2 separate regions of the Mus musculus genome follow, and region 2 is linked to region 1. The links are chromatin contacts, called in public HiChIP or PLAC-seq maps. All regions are on one chromosome and are shown on one strand. Each heading gives the region's core, a stretch centred on a gene start, on an enhancer-like site or on the middle of the called end of the contact. The rest is flanking DNA. Distances are from core to core; before and after follow the strand shown.

Region 1 (6,224 bases), core at 2,482-4,981:
CTGGTGTGTCTGTATAGCGCACAGCAGAGATGGGTAAGTCTTGCAAGGGGAAAAACAACACTTTGCTTCAGCTTTGTAGATCCTAGACTTCTCTGGGAATGCCTTCCAAATTCTTGGCTGCACATCCTTCAACAAAAGCCTTCGGGAAAATGCCAACTTTCCCTTTACACTCCCCTTCCAGCCATTCTTCATTCACTGATAAAAAGCAAAATATACACTGATTACTAAAAACGGGAAAGATTGTACCATCGTGAGTGGTCCATTGACCCTATTAGTCATCCCCTGTTCCCATTTATGGTAGCAAAATAACTGGAAAGTAATTTGAATATTAGACTTACCATCTAACGGGGTTCTGTTGTGGATGCAATAAATACACAGTAAAATGTAGAATGAATAAGACTGAACATGAAGCCTCAGGTCAGAATTGTTTTTAAGAAGTAGTTTTATCTGAGCTCTGCTAGAATTCATTTTGATAACATGAAAGGGCATGGTGGTAAGCGCCATAAGGTTCATCAAGGCCTTAAAAATTGGAGCTAGTGATAGGTTTAGTACATTTGTAAAAACTATGCATTATAATAGCTATTTTAGGCTTTTAATGAAATGAATGGTGGCCACACCCAGATTTTCACAAGAATGGTACCCTTCCTGCCCATGTTACCCTGTAATCCCTAGGTTCCTAATAGTCAGGTAAGTCACTGACAATTGGCTGCCTCTGCAGCAGAATGGACCTCCCCTTCTCTCTGGAAAGTACTTGATGGGTTCTAGCAGAGACAGAATAGTTCCAGCCAGTTACATTCTGGAACAGTCAGTATGTTGTCATCATTTTGTGCCTAGTAAAGTCAAGGACAGGAGAAAGCCACGCATTTGCTTTTGCCTCCTCTTACCAAAATCTAGGAAGAGATTAGCTAAGAGTTGGTGTTTTCCTTTGTCTGCCCTTTGGTTTTGCTGATACATGCATGCCTCTGGTTCTGTGGCCTTGGGGTAGCACTTACCATGTGACAGTACCAGGATTACATCTCCTTCCACAAATTCCAGGTCTTCTGGCTGGGCAGCCTCATAACTGAAGATTGCTACCACCTGGGTCCCCTCCTTAGGCTGAGGCTCCGTAGTCTGCTTACTGGCGTCTGAGTTTTCCCTTTGTATGGGTTCATCAATAAGACCTTGGTCACCCTGAAATGGTAAAGGGCCTGTTTTTGCTCATTCATAGCCAGCAAATTTTGAAAACCACTAAAGGAAGCAATTGATGCTCAATACTTCCTTATAGGCCTAACACATTCTATGAATACTGAATGTTTGGATAAATGAAACCAAAATGTGTACAGAGCCCTATGTAGCTTTAAATTGCCTTACATAATAAACCTTACACAGACCCAGGGTAGAATAGGCATTGTTCTTTTCAGATTGGGAAATGATATTGAGCCACAAATAAATGGCAGTCTGTGGTATAAATTCAACTAGTTTTTATCATATGGGGGTGGGGGGAGCGGCAGATCAGAGGACAACTTGCACAAGTCACTTCTCTTCTACTATGTGGGTTCCGGGCTCAAGTCATCAGGCCAGACAGCAAATGGCTATTCCTACTGATCATTCTCCTGTCCTTAACTAAGCTCAGCATTGAATTCACCCCTTTTCCATAGCACAAACGCTGAAGATCTATCTCATACCTACTAAGACAGCTTTCCTAAGAGCTAGCTCTAGGTAGTTCTGATACTCTCTAAAGCTTCAGAATGACTTAAAAATATTTTGAGACAGGCTTTTGAGGAGCTCAGGGTTGCCAGGAAGTCCTGTTTCTTGTTGTAGCTTCAGGCCTGTCCTTGACCCAGTCAGTCTAGTGAAGGCAGCCGTAGGCTTGCTGTGCACTTCTGGGTCCCACTCATCCAAAGTCCTCTATAACTGCTATCTGATGCCTGCTATAACTGGATGAGCCTGTAAGCCACAATGTCCCCATCACTAAGCCAATGTGTGGCATACAGGAGATGTTAAAAATGGCCTTAGGTCCCGGCTCCCTCCACTCACCACCGTATGCTCACACCACAGAGTCAGGCAGTAGTTTTTCACTTGGCCCCAGGCATCCTTCATGCTTTCTTCGGACAGGAGCAGAAGCTCGTGGCTGTCCCGACGCCGGTAGCTGGTAGGGATGATGAGTAAGGACCAAGGCAGAAAGTATCAACACAAAAAACATCCCATAGCCAGTCCTCTGCATCAGACAAGACCCACCCCATCATCCACCCCTGCTGCATCCCCAGCTCCCGACTTCATGGGGTTTACCTCAGTTTAGTGTGTTCTGGCGAGAGCGCCAGCTTCTTAGACACCATGTTCCGAAGCTGGCTGTAGGGGAGGCCAAGCCGCGTCTCCATGACCACTGTGTATTTGTAATGCACCTTGAGCATGTAAGGCATAGGCACGCTGAGCTTCAGTTCCTGAGGCAGGAGGAAGGAAGACCACCTTAGCGGCTGAGGTTGTTGACAGCATCCTGGACCACCACAGCCTTCCACCACTTTGTGTATGGGCACCAGGAGTGCCTCAGGGAAAGGGGGGTGTTTAATAAACAGCTGGTTTTTACCAGTTAATAATAAATCTAATAAGTTAAAAAATCAGTAGACAACTGTATATTAATAAACAGCCCATTTCTGCATTCCCTGAGAGGTCTTTCAGAGGGCTCCAATCCAGCACACTGAGACAGAAGTTTCTACTGAGCTATGTGCTCAGCTAGGGGCTAGGATGACGTGTAGATGGAGAGTCAGGTAGCAACTGATTCAACCCTTTCATTGATAGTCCATATTCTAAGAGATATCTCATGCTAGACAAGCCATGCTCACCCATCTCCACTTGGAAACAAGGAAAAACTTACCTTGGGCTCTTTTTGCTTGTGACCTAAATGGAAAAGGAGATGGTAAGTGAACACTCATAGTGGCACCTGCCACCCACAGTGCCCATCTCCCTACCCTTTAACATCCAGGGTGGATCTAGAGGAGCATAGAGAGCGCAAATGTGTGAGCAGAGCTGGTGTCTGCTTCCAGGGCGCTGCAGGTAGGTAACTATGGGGACTGGCTCAAAGGCCAGCTAACCCTGGAGGATCCAAGACAGACAGAGGGAAGATGGACGTGTGATAACCCCAGGCCCCAGGCAGAAGCACCAGGAAGATGATTACCATTTCATGGCCCTGTTTTGTGTGTGTTTATGGTCTGAAATGCACACTATGTTAGCACAGCAAAGTGTGTATAAGTGAAGTCTGAGACCCTTTACTACTGAGGATGGAAGAACCTCTGTGCTGCTGATTATTCGAATCCCTTGGGAACTTTTGCTAAAATCAATCAAAGGCCTAGGAGCCTGGTACTCCAACCTTTTCAGTGTGTGTCCTCCAGACAGAAAAGGTAAGAAAAAAAACTATGAGGGACACTGGATGGGGCCACCGAGGCATTTACATGTGGAGTAGGTGATACCTATCAAGGGCAGATGTTCTGGATGAGAAGTGCACTCTGTAGGCAGAAGCCATGCTTGTTCCCAGGGGACTTCTATCCTGGTAGGCTCGATCATGGATCTCTAACTTATATTTAAGTGGCTCTCAGGGGAGGAGGGGTAGAGAAGAGTCCAAATACATGAAGTAAAATGTAAGTAGCTGACGGGTTGTTTCCATTTAAAATGTTTGTGATGCAAGGGCACACGCCCTGACATGCACGGAGGCAAGCCATGCTCCTTTGTGGTGTTGATTCTCCAGTTCCTGTTTTATGGAGGCCCTGTGAGTGCACTCAGGCCACAAGGACTGTGCAGCAAGCGTCTTTGACTGTGGAGCCACCTGGCTGGCCCAGAGCTGCTGTGTTTAAGTGAAAAGTGTTGTGGCACTCAGTGTACCCCACCTCCAACTTCTCTGTAGGTTCGCAGCTTTCCAAATAAGTATGCAGGGGAGGGCCACCAAAGCAGTCTTTGGTCATCAGGTGGTCGTGCGCAGGATGACTCTGTCATCTACTGGAGCATCTGCTGAAGCTCACCAGGAACAAAGAGTCATCATTTTCCCACCCCAGATTATGAGAAGTCCTTCTGGGAAGATCTTCCATCCACACCATCCAGTGGTCCTTTGTTCAAGCCCTGGGGGCTCTGCTCTGCAGACATGTGCAACTCAGTGGTTTGACAAGAGCTGAGGTGTGAAAATGCGCTTGCTGCAGCCTTTTTCCTCCCACCGGCTTTAGGTAGTTAGCAAAGGATCACCTGGTGACTGCTCTGATGATGGCCACTGGCGGGCCCCATTACCTGCACTCATTTCTAAGCAGGTGAGGGCAGGGCACTGCCATCATGTTTCAGGGGGATGATGGATGGTGCAAGCAAGACAGGGCTCTGGAAAAATGTAGTCATAAAGCAAGGTGCATGCTGGGTAAAACAAGGAGCATGCTAGGTAAAGCAAGGTGCATGGTATGCAAAAGAAACGAGAATTTCCTAAATGACTCTGAAAACAGCTGTCTGTTTTCATGAAGCATCTGAGAGAGAGAGCTCCTTCCTCGGGGCCACCAACCTGGTGACAACTGGAGTCTTCCTGGGGGGCTAGAATTAGGAGGTGGTGGAATATCGGATTCTGGAGAGGTATCTTCCTGGAGGTGACAAGAGGAAACAAAAAGGTCAGACAAAAGCACAAGAGGGTTTCCTTGGAAAGAAGCTAGATGCAAATGGCTTCCTAAAGTGGAACGCTATGACACAGGAAAGGAGGCTAACTCTCAGGAGCAATAAGAACCCTAACGCCCACATACAAAACCCTTTGCCATCTTTTCGACCATGCTGAAAACCCATCAGCGTCAGGTGACATGGCACGCTTCTGTCTCAGCTGCGGAGTGTACTGAGAAAGGGAAAATTCCATTTCCCATTGGCAGGACATTTTCAACTTCAAAGCACCTCAGTTCTGTGACTCAGCACACGCTGTTCTTGAGTGTGAAGAGAGACTATAGGCTGTCTGTCATCAGAGTGCCACGTAGCTAAAGATGACAGACTTCTGATCCTCCTGCCTCCACATCCCATGTGTTAGGAGCATATGGCTTCCCGTCTGATTTGTTCCGCACTGAGGATTGAGCCCAGGGCTTCATGCTATGCGAGTGCTCTCCCATTGGAGCTACATCCCCAACTCTTACTTTCCTTTTCAGTGGCACTGTACCAACCAAACAAGCTGACTCTTCTCCCTGGTGAAGAGGCGGGCTTGGGAATACCTAGCCCTAAACCGTTAGGCTTTGCTGCCTATGTCTCCCTGACCAGGAGGACTAACAGAGGTAGGCCAGTCCAGTAGAATAACTGTTGCCTCCACTCGACACAGGCTCAGCTCTGGGCATCTGATACCAGCTTGAGTGGCCCAGATCTGTTGAGTCTTCCTTCTATGACAGGGAGGCCATCCCTTTCAACTCTAGAGAGTTGTGTGAAGGGTGAGAGCAACAGGCTAGGCCTCAGCACGACAGTACCTGGGGCTGCGACTGAGGGTGAATCCGAAGCTCAACTGGCTCCAGGTAGTTGCAGGGGACAAGCCCCTTCTGCAGTGTCACATTCCAGAATCCAGAAGGGAAAACAAAGACTCATTAGTACCCAGAGCATAGAACAGCCTGCAGCCATGGGTAGAAACAGCACACAGATGATGACCTTTGGGAGTTCTGCAAATGATGCAGCAGATACTGTCTCTGTGCCCTTAGCATCTCCCCGAACCACCCACCCCACCCCACCCCACCCCCATACCTGTCCATTGAACATGACTGTGGCCCAGTTATCACTGCCCTTCTTCAAGACAAAGACGATGTTCCCAGGCATGACCTGTAGCTCTTCTGGCGTCTCCGGCACAAAGCCAAACAATACGCGGTGTGCCTCACCTTCCAGAGCCCTGAGGGGTACACAGAAGACTGAGCCCACCATTCAGCTTGGACCATATCCCCTTACTGGGGAAGCACTTGAGGCCAGAGACTTAGCTTGGCACTCACTCTAATTCCACATCTTACTGCCTACAAGACCAGTGTCGGGTGCTGCCACCCAGGACCCCGAGAAGACAAGGCGAGAACACCATGTGAGTGTGTTCTGTAGCACACAGGAGTTCCCCTTCTCCCAGGGAACACCACGATGGGATCCAAGAACCCAAAAGTTACATGCTTTTAACTCTTGTAGCCTGTGGTGTGACAGCAGGTCCAGAATAAATTCCTTTCCCTTAGCACTTGCTGGCCTGTACTTCCAGCAATCCTCCTGTCTCTGCCTCTCAAAGGTGGGGG
Region 2 (6,224 bases), core at 2,488-4,987, 340 kb before region 1:
CACATTGAAGATAGATGATTGATAGATAGATACATACATACATACATAGAAGATCGATGATAGAAAGATAGATACATAAATATACACAAATTGAAGATAGAGGATAGGTAGATAGACAGAAACACATACATAGGTAGATGAAAGGAAGATAGAAAGATAGGTAAGTAGTTAGATAGTCACTCCTCAGTTGGGAGTTTTTGTGAAACTAGGCTGAAAAAAAAAATAGGACCAGATCATGTTTGCCCTTGTAGGCAATGTGAAGGAATTCTAATTTATAATCTTTGAGGAAAATGTTGGCATTAGAGAGCTTTAAACAGAGAGGAGTTGAGAAAATATATTTTGGCAAGATTTTCTGTCAAGTTAGTGGAAAGAAGCAAGAAAGGCTTCATGGAGTCAGAAAATTGGTCAGTCCTGATTTGCTCAGGGTTGGATAGAGAATGTCCACAGTGGAGTGGACACAGACTCGGGTGCACCTGAGCTGTTTGGTGGGTTAAACACCGATGTGGCAGCTGAGAAGGTTGTCACTGGGGTTCTGAGATTGGCTTCAAGCCACCTGACTTGAAGCAAAGGGGTTTTATTATTGACATTTGTTTGCCTGTCTGCCGTTTTGAAACAGGATGTCACTGTATAGCTCAGGTTGGCTCCTCAAACTCTTGTTCTACCTGCTTCAGCCTGCCTAGTACAGGGATTATAGGTGTCTTCCATCGTGGTTAGTTTCTGAGTTTAGTTTTAAATGGGTTTTGTCCAAAGAAATAACCAGCTCAGAAGTGGAGGGGATGGCTGAAGTTGGAGATGAGGTTTGGGCTGGAGAACTGTGCTGGGAAGGTGACGCCTGCGGTGCTTATGAAAACCTTGTCTTGACTGGGATCAGGAGAGTGTTATGGAGGGAGCAGTCAACAAGTCTCAGGGTCGAGTCTTGATAAACCAGCATCTGGAGTTGGGGAAACGTAAGCTTCCACAAGACTTGGTTGTGGAGATCAAGGGCCAGGAGGAAACCTGATAGCATGATCATGTGCTGCCTAAGAGAAGAGGGTTTGAGGAAAGCGGGGGTGGGGGGTGGGGGGTGGGGGGGTGGGGGGGTGGATTTGATTGATGTCTCAGAAAGGGAACCCAGGAGGAGGAAAGGAGGCAGAAGGCAGACACCCATCCCTAAATTGGAAAGACAACTCAGTGTCAACCTTAAATGTTCCTATTTGGGTTGAGTCGAGATCTCTGTAAGTTATGATGCAGAACCTGTACCCAGCAGCTGAACCGGCGGCGGCAGGAACAGCCAGGCTCTCGGTAACATTGGCCTGCGCAGGCTGTCAGGTTCAAACCTGCCGCTCGCTCGCTTGCTCGGATGCCTAGCTCCTGAGGTAGTCCTGCTTACAAGGCAGGCTGCCCCATCAGGGCCTGCTGAGCTCATGCCATCCGTCACCCCTGCCTGCCCCACCTTCACACAGCCCTTGGCCTGTTGCCCATCCGTGGCTGCTGTCTCACAGGCCAGGGAGAATGGTAAGCCTGGGAGAGAGATAGTTCCTCTGGTGTTAGAGGCAACCTGCCTGAAGTTCCAGACCTTTCTTTAATTGAAAATACCTTCCTAACAATAGTTTTTTCTCATCTAATCTCGCTGTGGATGGGGTTTTTTTTTTGGGGGGGGGGGGAGGTTTGAAATATTAGCCATTTTCACGGTGAATGCCAAACAGAAACAACAACTAATGTGTATTCTATTGGGGAAATTTCTGTGTGGTTCCTGGGGTGAAACCTAGGGGTCTTCATGTGTAGACACCCTCTCACTGAGCGACATCCCCAGCCCTACATTTTGGAAAATGTCAAAGAGCATTCCTAGACTTGTAGATTTCTCTGTAGTTCTCTGTAGGTTCAGGTTTTTAATTTGACTTTTCTGTTTTTAAATTATTTGCTTTTTTAAATTTTTTATTAGATATTTTCTTCATTTACATTTCAGATGCTATCCTGAAAGCCCCCTATACCCTCCTCCCTCCCTGCTCCCCAACCCACCCACTCCCACTTCCTGGCCCTGGGGCATACAATTTTCGCAAGACCAAGGGTCTCTCCTCCCAGTGATGGCTGACTAGGCCATCTTCTGCTACATATGCAGCTAGAGACATGAGCTCCAGGGGTACTGGTTAGTTCATATTGTTGTTCCACCTATAAGGTTGCACACCCCTTTAGCTCCTTGGGTACTTTCTCTAGCTCCTCCATTGGGGGCCCTGTTGCTTTTTTTTAAAATTAGTATGTGTGTTTTATGTGTATGTGTGTGTCTGTGACTGTGTACATGACATGGTGGAGCATGTAGAGGTCGGAGGATGGCTTGTAGGAGATGTTTTTCTCTTTCCACCATGTGGATTCTGTGAATTGAGGTCACCTGCACACACATGGCATGCATAGACATACATAACACTTGTATTTTATTTTTATTTACATGTATGGATGCTTCATCTGCATGTATGTCTGTGCACCATGTGAGTACCTAGTGTCTTTTGTTCATCCCCCACCCCCACCCCAGATTTTGGTTTTGGTATAAGTGGATTCCCAACATTTGAAGATCCTTTCTCATCTTGGCTTAATCTTCTCTCCCATAACAATGGATCCTCTGTTGATCCAAACATGTGCTCTTGGCAGCAGTCTCCCCTACCCACTGAGCATCCCAGTCAGCCCCTGAATGGTGTTTCTTATACTCAGCCTGCCTGTATCACACCCCTCCCTCCCTTTTCTTTCATTTCTTGTTCTGCTCTCTTACTTCTCTCTGTCTATCCATTCCATATATCTTAGCAACGACAGTGACAAACAGTGAAGTGGGTACCACTGGAAGGGACAAGAGAGAAACTCTAGACATGAACTGGATAATGCCCACAGATGTGCTATATATGGAAGTGGTGAGTTCTGTGGTCATGTGGTGAGGATTGCTTCCAGCAGGGAGAGAGAAGCCACTGCAGGTCATACTCTGATTTATGTTTTTTCGGGCACCCAGCCAGTTCTGTGGAAATGGCAAATCTGAAGGCCAGAGGCAGCGAAGAGCTCAGGGTTCCAGAATTCATGCAAGGATCTAGGTGTTGAGACCCAGGGAACAAGAGAAAGAGAGTTACAGGAGGAGCTGACATGGGCCAAAATACACAGGGTGTTTGTTGTTGTTGTTGTTTCAGGAATGTGTATATTTTCATTTTGGTATTCCGTTTAAGCCACTAACAAGCACAGTGACTTCACACACTATACCCTGGTGAAAAGCTGAGTGTATATATTATTGGTTTTTGTGGGTTTTGTTATCTGTTGTGTGTTTGGGAGAGATTCGATTATGTAGCCCAGGCTCACCTCTAACTCAGAGCAGTCCTCCTGCTTCAGCGTCCTGATTGTTGGAATTACAGGTCTGAGCCCACACCTGGCTCAGAGCTTGCTTCTAAGTTTCACACAATAGAGAGGCTCATTGTAGCTTCGATGAACGGAGGTATGCCATGTTGGTACGATTTCTGGTAGCTGCTTGCTCCAGAAGGTGATATTTTCTCCTGGGAAGTTTAAAAAGAGCACTGGATGAATCTGTGCCCACCCAGAGTACAGCCCTAGGAAACATTTTCTGTTTCCTTTCATTCTCCTAAGTCTAAGGCTTGGAACCAGCCTTTGCCCCTTAACTTCCTGTCCTGACTTGCCAGAGACCACGTTTAGTGAGGGGTGGGAGTTCTGGGAAGAGCCTAGAGGAATTCCAGGCTCCAGGCTCCATTGTTAAAGAGGCTTCCAGCTCCTTTGATCTGCTCTCCCGAAGAGTGTGGGTGGTGGTGGGCAGACCTGCACTGTCTGGCTGCCTGGCGGGCCTCTCCTAAGGAGCACTTTGAGGGTCAGCGACCAAGCTATTACAGTTATCACTATAATACACACTTCAGCGGCCCAGAAACAGTGCACAGCACACAGACCCAGGTACCACCCACGCTTTACTAGACGTACAGAAATATGTGGAAATCTTTGTAAACCGATTCCGGTTCAGAAGTGTTTGTTTAGGGCTGGAGGTGAACTTGATAAATTGCATTCCTTTATCTGTGGGGAGAACCTGGCTGGCTGTCAAGAGCTCGAGTGAGGGGACAGAGAAGCAGATGAAATCTGAAGAGATTTTTGCAGCCTGGAAAGGGTGTGGCATGAATGATAGGCAAAGAAATAATGACCGGGATGTAGTGTGGTGACAGCCCTGGTTTAGTCCTATGTCCAGGGTTCATGTGTGCCTTCTATTTTGTGGTGTTTTTCCCCTCATCACTTTTTCTGTCTCTCTGTCTTTCTATCTCTCTCACTGTGTGTGTGACAGAGGGGAGCTGTACACGCCACAGCCCATACATGCAAGTCAGAGGACAATTTATTCGAGTCACTTCTCTCCCCGCAGTGTGGGTTCCAAGGGCTGCACTTGAGTTGTCATGCCTGGTGGCAAAATGTCTTTACCTGCTGAGCCATTTTCCCAACTCTGATTTTGTGTTTTCTCATGTAATGTTTCCTATCTATATCTATCTATGTATCTATCATCTATCTATTTATCTGTCATCTATCATATATCTATCCATCCATCTATTATCTATCTATCTATCTATCTATCTACCCACCTATCTGGTATATGCATATATATACATATACATATATTTAAATATTTAGGTTGTGTGTATGTGTTTGTATGCACATGTATGTGTGTGCTTTCGTGCATGTAGAGATCAGGTGATAATATTGTTCCTCGGAAGCCGGTTTGGATTTTTGTTTTTGTTTTGTTTTGTTTTGTTTTGAGACAATCTCTTGGTTTTTTGAGACAATCTCTCATTAACCAAAAACTCACTGATTAGGTTAGGCTACCTGACCCACAAGCCCCAGAAACCCATCTCTGCCTCCACAGTGCTAGGATGCCAGCACACCCATATTTTTAATGTGGGTTCTGAGGATAAAACTCAAGTCTTCATGCTTACATAACAAGCACTTTGCTGACTGAACCGTCTCTCTAGCCCCTGTAATAATGTCTTAATGCTGACTCCTGGACCCAGGCCTGCTCATGGGGAAATTGGAAAACATGGGTAATTCGATAAGTATTTAGTGAATATATACAATATTACATTTATTTATGCTTGCTGGTTTTTACATTCCCCGTTAATAAATATCACTATCCTAATATGCTCTCCGTGCGTTACTCGTTTATCTTGGTGATCTGCCATGGAAACCCTTTGAGGGTTGAGACATGTGTAGTTTTGTTTGTTGCTGCATCCCGGAGCCTGGAATAGCCTGGCTCACGTTAGATGCTCTGTGTATTTGTCCAGAGTGGACTGAACGGGACTGAGAGGACTGTGGGTAAATGGCCTGCCGCTGCTCACTCAAGGGCATCCAAGACTTGTCTCACTTATACTGCCATTACGTGTGTGTGTGTGTGTGTGTGTGTGTGTGTGTGTCAGGGACTCCCAACAAAAGCTGGAAGGTATATAGGTCAAAGTTAGCAAAAACAGCAACAAATTTGAAAATAAAAGTGGAAAAAATTCCAGGCATAAAATTAAACACACCTAGACATAAGGGAACAAACATATAATAATAAAAAAGACATTTTTAGAATTTCCTCTTATTTCAGAATGTATTATGGGCTTCCGTTTAGGTATGTTTCTCTAAAATACCTAAGTTGGACTAAGTTCTCTAAGTTGGACTCCCATGGAGAAGAATAGGAATGAGTGACTGCCAACTTGCATTCTTAATACACGTGCAGATACGTGAGGATAGATGCTCTTTAAATGGTAGACGCACAGGCATCCGTCTCCAGGACTGGTACTGGGACCAGGTGCTTATTCAAGGAGTTGAAATCAAAGCTCACAGAGGTCTGCAAAGGTAGCAAAGAAACTTATTGTAAAAACAAAGGTGGAGAGCATCAAGCCATGTAAGTGAAGGCACTCACGTCCTGCTTACTGTTTGGAGCTGATCTGGAGTTTCCCTTTGGAGTTCAAGAGAAGGAGGACATTGGTTAACTAGGAGATTTAGCCTAAGCAGTTTTCTATTTAGATGATAGGGTCGTATAATCATTTTTCTATTGGGTATGTCCCTTCCCGTAATGCATCTGAGTTTCATCATATGTATGCCCGGTATGCTGACATAAGATGGTGAATAAAGGGTTTTCCCTGAAAATTCACTTGAGGAAAAAGTTTTGCCTTCCTGTGCGTGCACTAAAACCCAGTTCAGGCTGGAGCAGTCGTTCCCGGTCCTCACACCTAGATGCATTGAGAATAGACGCC

Evidence for each region. HiChIP or PLAC-seq counts read pairs in DNA pulled down with a chosen protein or histone mark.
Region 2: a contact with region 1 is called in an H3K27ac HiChIP or PLAC-seq map of embryonic stem cells, with 2.2 times the contacts expected there. The contact joins two enhancer-like sites. A contact is called at or near these places in 2 of 115 datasets of contacts at active chromatin or transcription factors (embryonic stem cells and pancreatic cancer cells) and 1 of 9 other capture datasets (embryonic stem cells).

The regions. Positions count from the first base shown.
Region 1 is chr1:152,829,973-152,836,196 of GRCm38.p6, reverse strand. Ncf2 (neutrophil cytosolic factor 2) reads right to left here. Exons shown (of 16, transcript NM_010877.5): 9 at 5,704-5,845; 10 at 5,436-5,504; 11 at 4,508-4,583; 12 at 2,852-2,874; 13 at 2,269-2,420; 14 at 2,017-2,128; 15 at 993-1,170; 16 at 1-195. The coding sequence ends at 83. Among named protein-coding and RNA genes, the nearest start is that of Ncf2, 33 kb to the right of the region's middle. Within about 2 kb of position 3,731, at least 60 of the 459 cell types and tissues checked have an H3K27ac peak or open chromatin away from gene starts, as enhancers often do. A contact at or near this core is called in embryonic stem cells, where this site is marked.
Region 2 is chr1:153,170,159-153,176,382 of GRCm38.p6, reverse strand. All of the region lies in intron 2 of Lamc2 (laminin, gamma 2), which reads left to right. Among named protein-coding and RNA genes, the nearest start is that of Lamc2, 13 kb to the left of the region's middle. Within about 2 kb of position 3,737, at least 83 of the 459 cell types and tissues checked have an H3K27ac peak or open chromatin away from gene starts, as enhancers often do. A contact at or near this core is called in embryonic stem cells, where this site is marked.